Linked DNA regions of Mus musculus: region 2 is linked to region 1. Evidence: chromatin contacts called from public HiChIP or PLAC-seq data. All regions are on one chromosome and are shown on one strand. Each heading gives the region's core, a stretch centred on a gene start, on an enhancer-like site or on the middle of the called end of the contact. The rest is flanking DNA. Distances are from core to core; before and after follow the strand shown. Region 1 has its middle 17 kb from the start of Gm22521. Region 2 has its middle 100 kb from the start of Gm41335.

Evidence for each region. HiChIP or PLAC-seq counts read pairs in DNA pulled down with a chosen protein or histone mark.
Region 2: a contact with region 1 is called in an H3K4me3 HiChIP or PLAC-seq map of the SCID.adh cell line, with 4 times the contacts expected there. The contact joins two enhancer-like sites. A contact is called at or near these places in 4 of 115 datasets of contacts at active chromatin or transcription factors (CD8 T cells, the SCID.adh cell line, T-cell acute lymphoblastic leukemia and 1 more).

Annotation. Positions count from the first base shown.
Region 1 is chr15:62,807,579-62,812,509 of GRCm38.p6, reverse strand. No RefSeq gene overlaps it. Among named protein-coding and RNA genes, the nearest start is that of Gm22521, 17 kb to the right of the region's middle. Within about 2 kb of position 2,974, at least 30 of the 459 cell types and tissues checked have an H3K27ac peak or open chromatin away from gene starts, as enhancers often do. A contact at or near this core is called in the SCID.adh cell line, where this site is marked.
Region 2 is chr15:63,250,477-63,255,407 of GRCm38.p6, reverse strand. No RefSeq gene overlaps it. Among named protein-coding and RNA genes, the nearest start is that of Gm41335, 100 kb to the left of the region's middle. Within about 2 kb of position 2,232, at least 5 of the 459 cell types and tissues checked have an H3K27ac peak or open chromatin away from gene starts, as enhancers often do. A contact at or near this core is called in the SCID.adh cell line, where this site is marked.

The sequences.
Region 1 (4,931 bases), core at 1,725-4,224:
AAATCTGTCCATTTTTTTCTTCCTTGATAGCAGCTATGCTTATCTCAAGGGGATACTACTGGCTTTTTGCTGCTGTGCCTACACATGGCATGAGTCCCTCCCAAACCTAGCTATAAATTTCTTGAGGAAAGACACATTGTACACATCTTTGTAACCAATAAAGGTTGTTAGAACACAAGAAATATCCAATAAGTCTCGATTACTTGGTGATGTGTCTTGTTAGGAAAGTGTCAAAGCTATGTGAGGGAGCTCAGAAAGCTGTTTGACTATTCTCTGGCTTTCTGCCCTGCCTCAGTCACCATCTGTGTCAAAGAAGCTCTAGCTGGGTGGAACATGAGAGGATTAGCACAGCAATTAAGCCATAGTCTCAGCCAAGGAAAGTCATGAAAAAAAAGAAGAACTTTAAATTCCCTCGAGCACTTAAAAACATAATAGCAAGTTGATTTTTCATTTTAGCTCCTCTTTCCTGGAGGATTTGTTTCTTACTCAATTGTTCCAACTTTTATGTTTTAAAATAATTTGGTACTCAAAAATCTTTAGAGGAATTATATATTTTTAAAAACCCTATATGCTGTTAATCCAGACTACCACTTCTCAAATTTTTTTTATTTTTCTTCAGACAGAATTTGAACTCAGAATTATCCTCCCTTAGCTTCTCAGTTACTAAAGTACTTGTGTGCTCTACTGTGACAGTCTCCTTCTTCTTCCTCCTCCTCCTCTTCCTTGTCATCTTCCTCCTCCTCTCCCTTCTCTCTCTCCTCTCCCTCCTCCTCCTCCTCACCCTCCTCTTCCCCTACCCTTCTCTCCCTCCTTCTCCTCCCTTCTCTCTCTCTCCCTCCCCCTCTCCCTCCCCTCTTTCCCTACCCGTCACCCTCCCCCTTCCTCTCTCTCTTTCTCCTTTTGTTTCCCTCCCCCTTTTCTCCCTTTCTATATTTCTTTTTCTCCCTTTGTCTCCCACCCCTCTCTCCCTTTCTCCTCTTTGCCTCTCTCCCTCTTTTCTGCCCTTACCTCCCTCATGAAAGAGGTAATAGTAAGCTGCCAAATATTACACAAGCATTTCCTAAGAACAAGAACACTGACTTTGTAACAGTGAAAGGCATTCATTTCCATGTCATTGGACATTTAAGAAAAACATTACATTTGACAACAACACAGCATTTGTAATTGGCTAACAGATTATATTTTGATTTCACCAACTCTCCCAATAAATATCTCCCTGTCTCTTTCTTTCAACAGGTTTCTCTGTGTTCCCTTGGTTGCCTAGAACTCACTATGTAGACTAGGCTGTCCTGGACTTCACAGAGATCTACCTGTTTCTGCTTCCCAAATTCGAGGATTTAGAGGCATAAGATAGCTACATGTCTGGCTATTAATAAGTTGTAATAACAGTTATTCCTGGTCTAGGATCTAAGTTAAGACCACATATTATATTGTGATGCTGTGTGCTGTGTCTCTTCTTGTTCTTACTTGGGAATGGTCCCTAGTCCCTCCTGTTTTTTTTTTTGTTTGTTTGTTTGTTTGTTTGTTTTTTCCTCTCACTGGCTGTGAGTGTGTGTGTGTGAGTGATACATATGTGGGCACATGTGATTGCCCACATATGCAAATGTAGAGGAGAGGTTGGGGGTAGACTGTCAGTGTCATCCTCTAATTTCTCTCCAAATTTTTATTTAATTAGCGTTTCAATGAACCTGGAGCCCAGAGTTGCAGCTGGAAATTCAGCTGTCTTTGCTTTCCAGTGCTGCAGTAACAGATAATCATGGCGGCTCCCAGCTTTAGATATGGGCACTAATGATCGGATCACAGGTCTATATGCTTTCTCAGGCTGCCCTTTACTCACTGAGTCATTTTCCCAGACCAATACTAACACTTTTAGAGATTACTCAGCACTCATTTTTGTATACAGCTTTAGAGGTTGACTCCTAAGCCTCATATATTTTAGCAATTAGATTTCATTTACACATCTTGGCCATAAGCATTCCCAAGTAATGTCAGCACATCTCATTAGGAATCACCTGTTATCAGTTCATTCCAACTTCAGCATTGTTTTCTAACAGATAATTTAATGAACACAATCAGAGAAAAAGGGACTTTGCACTGATGAAGTCTGACACCACACTTTATCCAATTACTCAAAGTTAGCATTACTAAAAGCTGAGGTTTTTTTTTTTTTTTTTAGATATTATTTAAAAGTAGTTCAGTTATTTTAACAACTTATTTGCCACCCATGAAAAATAACACATTATGAGAAAATGCATGAGAAAAGTGACTTTCATGTTTGTAGGAATAAATATTTATTTGACACTCAGAGCGTAATGCAGAAAATAAATTTTGTTGATGTTCAATTAACTCTGACTCCTTACTAATAAATGTCTCGCTATCAACACTTGCATATTCCTAAGGCCTGTGTGCAGATGAAAAAGCAAGACTAGCTGGAGAGACGGCTTAGTGGTTAAGAGCACTGACTGCTCTTCCAGAGGTCCTGAGCTCAATTCCTAGCAACCACGTGGAGGCTCACAACCATCTGTAATGGGTTCTGATGTCCTCTTCTGGTGTGGTCTGACAGTGTACTCACATATATAAAATAAATAAATCTTAAAAAAAAAAAACACAAGTAAGCTGACCAAGATAAATAGATTCTAATTCCATGTTCAATACCAGTTCTCTTCTGTCTTTGCCTATTTATTCAGAAACAATGGCAACATGGTCATACATATTGGAAAATCATTGAATGAAATGATGATGAAAGTCATAGACTAATTCTATTGTTAACACATTATTAAAATAGTAATTCAGAGACAAAATATATACAATTCCCTGGGATTAGAAAATTGAAGTGAAGACTAAGGTCCACGATAAAAAAAAAAATTCATTTTTGCTTTGCATAGTCACAGACTTCTAATGAGTCACATAGGCTGATGACCTGGATGCAAGTATTTTTTTAGAGCCTAGCCCCAGCTTGCAAGCTCTAACACCATTTTTCAGAGAAAGCAGGAAGTTGTATTTCTCTGTAGCTATGAACATAAAAGCAACTGCTATATATAGTACTTTAAGAGAAGCCTCCACAAGCGAGTCAAACTTCCTTTTCTTAATAATTTTGAAGTTCTAGATAACCTTTCTTTTTGGCGGGAATCTCATTAAGCAAGTTTTCATAGTAGATGGGAGGAAATGGAGGTCAGGGTGACATATATAAAGCACTTTCCACAAGGAAGATGTCATGTGGAGCCAGACAAGCAGAGGGAGACTGCAAAGCCATTTACCCATTTTACTTGAGCTGGGTAAATGCGATTCTCTTTCTTTCATATTTGGTCTTCAGTGCAACTCACCTGCATGTGTGAAGCTAGAGAGTAGGAAAAGATGTTTTGTAGTTTGCAATATTGTCTATTAATGGAAGTCGCTAACTGATATTTTAGTTGACACCCAATTAGAGAGAATATGGATGGGTTGAAAAACACCTTTCAAGGAGACTAAGCCATGAACACGGACAAACTATTGGAGTCTGGGGTGGGGTAGGGGAATGATTTGCAACGCCTAATAGAAGTCATTAACAGAGTATGTAATCTTTTACCTCTTTGCCCTTCTGAGAGGACATTTCCCCTCATTTTCCTTCTTGTCTTTCCTCACTTCTCCATGAGGTAGTGGAGATCTTTGGAGTAGAGCTCAGCATCTCCTTTCACACACAGGGCAGACAACAGATAGGGACTTAGACTCTGCAGTCAAGCACACTTAGATTTGAACACATGTCCTCCTTTTGAAAATGTGTGTGATCTGAGGCAAACAAGTGTCCTATTTCTTTATCTGCAAAACTGAAACAGGATAACGGTCTCACAGAAATGCATACAAAATTCTTAGACATAGGAAGCTCTGAGAATGCCTCCAATGCCTGTTATTCTTACTGACTTTATCTACACTGTGGTGGCTATCATTATCGTCTCCAACACCACGGTCTTCTTTAATCATTTTTGAAGAGTAAAACAGGAAGTTCATGGGTTTGAAGATTTTAATATCTTACTAAATTGTCACTTCGTCACTTTTTATATGTTTAGAAGTATATCTTGATCCATTTCCTTAAAGGAATTTGCTTTAAAAAATTTTATCAAGAGACTTATTTGATAGAGATTTTTTTTAATCAAGAGAGGATGTGAATTTGCATGAAGGAAGTACTAACAGGAATGTCTGTGCATCCCTACCTCAACACCTGGGCCAGCTGGGCCAGCTGGACCCAGGTAATGGCCTAAAGCAAACTAGTTAGGGAATCCCCTAACTAGGGATTGCCACCTGTGGCTTTTGGCAATATACTGATTAGTTTCTGCTTGCTATAGGGCAACTATGCAGTGTTAAGCACTGTGCCTTCCTTATTCCTAAGAATATAGATACCATTTTCATAATACTCTCTAAGCCCTAGGTTACTCTATCTAGACCATAGATGCCTCTAGAATAGGCTTTGCTGATCTGTGTGTTTTTAGGTCCAAGTGCATTGCCTTGCCTGGTGTCTAGAAGAAAGAATTACCGGAATGATGATCTGACAACTCTTACCTTATCTTTTCTCAGTCTCATTTTTCTGTTCCTCTTTTATCACAGAAGAGTCAAATACACTGGAATAGAGTCACCAATGTAAATAAACTCTCCTAAAATGTGCATGCAAACACACACACACACACACACACACACACACACACACACACACACATTCAACCAGCAAAGATAATCTGTTCAAGAGGTAGTGGGATAATATGATTGTTATTATGTTTACAATCTCTCCTCAAAGGAGCATGTAATAGCAATAAGAGCAATAAGATTCAGATGGACTTTAGGTCCTCAGCCCTAATATGGTCTTTCTAGTCAAGGGCTTGCAACTCTTTCTCGGTGTTCTTGATCTGGGGAAGCCCCAGGCAGGTGATTTACCACAGAGAACTACCCTGTTTCCACAAGAA
Region 2 (4,931 bases), core at 983-3,482, 440 kb before region 1:
TTCTGCATACAGTAGAAGTCACCAATTTTGAAGGAGGTCTAAAAAGTCTATGTAGACAAATGGGAGATCAGTAGGCATTTGGCAAGCATGAGTGGCAGGAACAATCTTAGTGAGATATATACAGGGCAGGTATACATCGGGATGCAGATGCTGAAACAGCCAGTTAGCCAGGAATCACATGTCATGGAGTCATCATGTGAGAGCTTGGATCAGAGAGGATGAGTGATCTAGAAAGGAGTAGGACCAATTTCAGGGGAGAGGGCTAGCACTCATCAGTGGTAATGCCTGAAGTGGAGGATCAGTGGGCAACTACTATGTTACTTCTCCATTCCCACTTTCCATTATTTAAAGGTGCCACCCAATGGCCAACTCCACTTGCAAACTTACTGGTAAGAGTACCACACTGTAGGACATAGTGTCACAGAATACAAGAAGTAGAAGGTCAGTTTAAGAACAGCATGCAAATGAAGTCACCTGCCCACTGAACAACTGCGCCCTCTCCTTCGTCAAATCTTAAAATTCTTTAACCTTCATTAACTCACTTTTAAAGAAAGTATTTAAATTCTTTACTGGGCATAAAATTTGAGCAGTTGAGGAATACGTTGGGAAAAAAAGAATGTTCCAAGAGTTTCAAATGTTAGATGAAAGTAACTCCATTCCTAGGCAAACAGAAATTCATAAATATGCATGGAGACTTAGATGCAAAAAATGTGTATCTTGTTTATGCTATTGAAAGTTGGAAGAAACTGAAAGTAAAGGTAATACACCCAGTATTTGGGTGTTTTAAAATAGGTGATTTCTGCTCCCAAGGCTACTGTATTCACTCAAGGCAGAATACAAAGGATCATAAGAATAGAATGGAGTGCTATAGAGATGGCGGGAGGAGCAAGGACAGTCAATGAAGGCCTCTATTCAAGCAACAAATGCAATGCAAAGAATACAGAAATGCTGGGAGACAATTTTCACATTTATATCTAAATGTAAAATTTCAAGAAGAAATTTCTTCTTGACGGAAAAGGGTAATAAATTCATTTGTTCTCAGAATCACTCAGAGAAACACTGTGTTTGGGAGGCAGGCTGCTGAAGTACAGACTATCCAGCGATGACGTCAGGGTGATTAGAACCTGCCAGTGTAATTAGAACCTAAGTGACCTGCAGTTCCTTCCAATTCTAGTTCTGCTTCTGACAGTGAATGCCCTTGATAGTGCCCTCGTGCCAGTTTGGGGTATGTATAACCAGAACCAGCTTCCATGCACTGGCACTGAGTACTTCACAAACAGATGAGTAGCATTTCTCTCCTAGGATGAGAGACTCTGGGGAACTCACTCCCTGGCCTGGCTAGTTTGTGGTCTTGGTGTTCACTGTGTCCCCAGCTACAGCATCTTCAGTTTCCACCTCGCTGGAATCCTGCTTCAGACTTGCTCTAAAAAATGAAAGATGCCTACTTGTGTATTAAAATCCTCCTCTTCCTACCCAGAAGTGTGCCTGCCATAAGTTTGATCTCCTGGAGTCTAAATCATCATCCTCTAGGCAGGTCAGAACAAAGTTAGAAATACGACCTCACTCTTTTGTAGCTCTTTGATCTTTTGAAGTTACCAAAAATTTCCCAGTTAATCAAAAAGACTAGAAACACCTGAAGTGCTTAGCACAGGCTTAATTTTATAGTATGTATTTAATAAACTATTCTTACTACTTGTTTTCTCAAACACTTTGAGTAAAAGTAGTACTAGTTATTCTCCCAATGAAAGCTCTCATCTCCCGAACCTGCGGTCCCTCTTTCACATTTTGGCTCATGCTGTTTAGTCCTCCTGGAGTGTTCTCTCTCTCTCTCTCTCTCTCTCTCTCTCTCTCTCTCTCTCTCTCTCTCTCTCTCTCTCTCTCTCTCTCTCTCTCTCTCTCTCTCTCTTAATATGACCTTCAGTTATGGCTTTCTCCATAAACACTTAACCTAGATAACCAAAATAGAAAAGAGCTTTTAAAAGAAACCCACCGATGCTTTTTTTTTCTGTCTGATAAAAACACAGATTCCTTTCAGTTTTGAATTGGATATTTTAAGTTTGTGTTTCTTCATCCTCCATTTTCAATAGCATACTTATCTCTCACCCTAGGTCTGAACCCAAAACAATGTTCATATGTGAGAACAATAGACCTGCAATTAGACAGACACACCTGTGTTTGAATTCCAGCACACTATGAGTGATTGAGACAGTTTGGCTCCATGCCATAGAGATGTACATTCTTTCTTGGCAGGCTGGGACCATTAGTAAAATGGAGAGTGATAGACAAAGGAAGAGCTATGTCTGTGCAAGCCTGGGCTGCAGTGTTTGCAAATCCATCTCCCTTTCTTGCTAAGCAAGCATTGAGCTTCCTGCTTCTGGTTTGGATCTGAGTGGAAGTTCCCAAATTCCAACAGGAAGGCCATACTTGTGGTCTCCCTCCCTCACTGAAACCTGAAGCAATGGAATTTCATGTGGGTGGCGTTTTCTCAAGAGATTTCCAGCTGCAATCCCAGAGCAGAGGTAAGCCACTAGATAGTTATTAGACCTAAGGCAATTCTGTCTCTTTGCTTTTCTAAGATTCCAATACTAACTTGCCAAGTATGGGCTAAATAACTGTCAAGAGTTCCTGCGGGGAGCTGTATGACTTTTAAATACAGAATAGTATCTCATTGACTTAGGTTGCCTTGGTAGATTTGCACATATAAGCGTGACAAGAAATAGCATCCATCCATTCATTTACTCACTAATTTATTTTCTAAGCTTGAGTCCCTTTGACATGTCTATCATTGTCTTCAATTTACAAAGTGGCTTTGGTGAAATGTTAGTAACACAGGAGAAACTTTAGCATATATGATCTTTGTTATTTTTCACAACACTCTACTAAGGACTGAATTACCTTATTTTCGAGTTCATACATGGAAACTTCTAGAAGTTTTGCTGGTTTTACAGGAATCCCAGTTAAGGTATCTGAGAGACAAGGAATGACTCCTTTGCTACAGATGAAATGCCTATCATCTTGATGGTTTCCACTACAAGTCATGCCACTTTGACCATTCCCATTCTTTTTCTTCGAAAGCCATGTTTCCATTTGTATATGCCCAGCAGTGTCACTGAACCACAGTATATATAGGACTCATGCTGGAATATACATTACATGAGAAAGATTTTCCCCTATGCCATTTTTTAAAAATTCAGATTACAAGAAGTTACTGTGTCCTGGAGATGTCTACCATCTCTCCCACTCTATGTCTCTTTCGAAAGTGCAAAGTTATCACTTTAGAGCATCTGAGTCTCTTCTTGAAACTGAGTGAGGCCTTGTGACTTTGTAGATGAGTGATATTTCATAGAATCTTCTACACCAATAAAAATGTCATGTCTACAATGCTAAGACTGTAGCCATTGGTTATGCTGGACACTAAGACACGGCTAGGATGATTATATGGATAGGTTTTAATATCACTTCATTTTAATTACATTCTAATGACCTCATTATGTAGTAGAAACTATATGTGACAATTCAGGCCTAGGCTAACAGATTCAACCCAGTTGCTACTATGTGATCTCAGAAGCCAGACGATTGAAATGTGTATACCCTGTACTAATTTCTTGGCTCATAGCTGTCATACTGTTGGAGATCACTACAGAGAAACTGCTCATGGGTGATAATAAGTAACAGGTCACCAGCTATGTGAAGAATCATCTTGAAAGCAGAGTCTGAAGCTCTTGGGCAAGTTATTCTCTGTGGTTCAGGAATACAAATACACTTTCCCTACGACCCTGCCCCCTCCCCACCTGATTACAGAATCATACGTGAAATAAATATCTTGGAATTTCTAGTAGCAAGCATATGATCTTAAGCTGTGTATCGAGATAGACTCCATCTTTCTAGATGTACTTTCCTGTTCATTTCACTTCCAAAATATGCTGCCTCTCATTTCTACCAAAACAACTACCACACAGGCGAGGAGAAGCTTTAAACTCTGGTAAAGTATTACTAATTCATAGAGAGTGGTCTAAAAGCATCAATGCCCTTTTCTCTTGTTTCACCTGTGGTGAAGTCATAGTTTTTTCTAAACTGGAAAATTTTTGTATTCACCCAGAGTGCGTTTGAGACATACCTAAATTAAAGGAAAATGACTTTGCCTCAGGTGATACATAGTATCCAGAGTTGAATATAACATAAAACTATGAAGAATAGATATGAAGATACAGAGTGTCAGTAGTGGCTATGGATTGTCAAATATATAATCTATTATATGCTTATTCTATTAACTCTTTGGGTTGCTATAGGATTGGATACAGGGGTGCAAATATGCCTCAATGGGTAAAGTGGTTAGTGAATTTTAAGTCCTAGATCTGACCCACAGCAGCCCTGAAAAGGCTTAGCTCTAATGCAGCAATTCTCAACCTGTGAATCATGACCCCTCTGGGGATTGCATATATGATATCATGCATATCAGATATTTACATTGAAATCCTTAACTAGAAAAATTACAATCATGAAATAGCAATGAAATAATTTTATGGTTGGGGGTCAACAGGAGGAACTGTGTGAAAGGGTCACAGCATTAGGAAAGCTGAGAACTACTGCTTTAACCCCACAGTAGGGTATGGGAGACGGATGGATCCATGAGGCTTGCTGGTAGTTGTCAATCGAACCACAGCAGTGAACTTCAGCTTCAGTGAGAGGTGTCTTAAAATGTATGATGTACTGTATCTTGGGTATCCTGTATATCCTGCACTTTTTTTTTTTTTGGCTAATATCCACTTATTAGTGAGGACAAACCATGCACGTCCTTTTGGGTCTGAGTTATCTCAGGAAGATATTTCCTAGTTCCATCCATTTGCCTGCAAAACTCAGGATGTCCTTGTTCTTAATAGCTGAGTAGTATTCCATTGTGTAAATGAACTTTGTTTTCTGTATCCATTCTT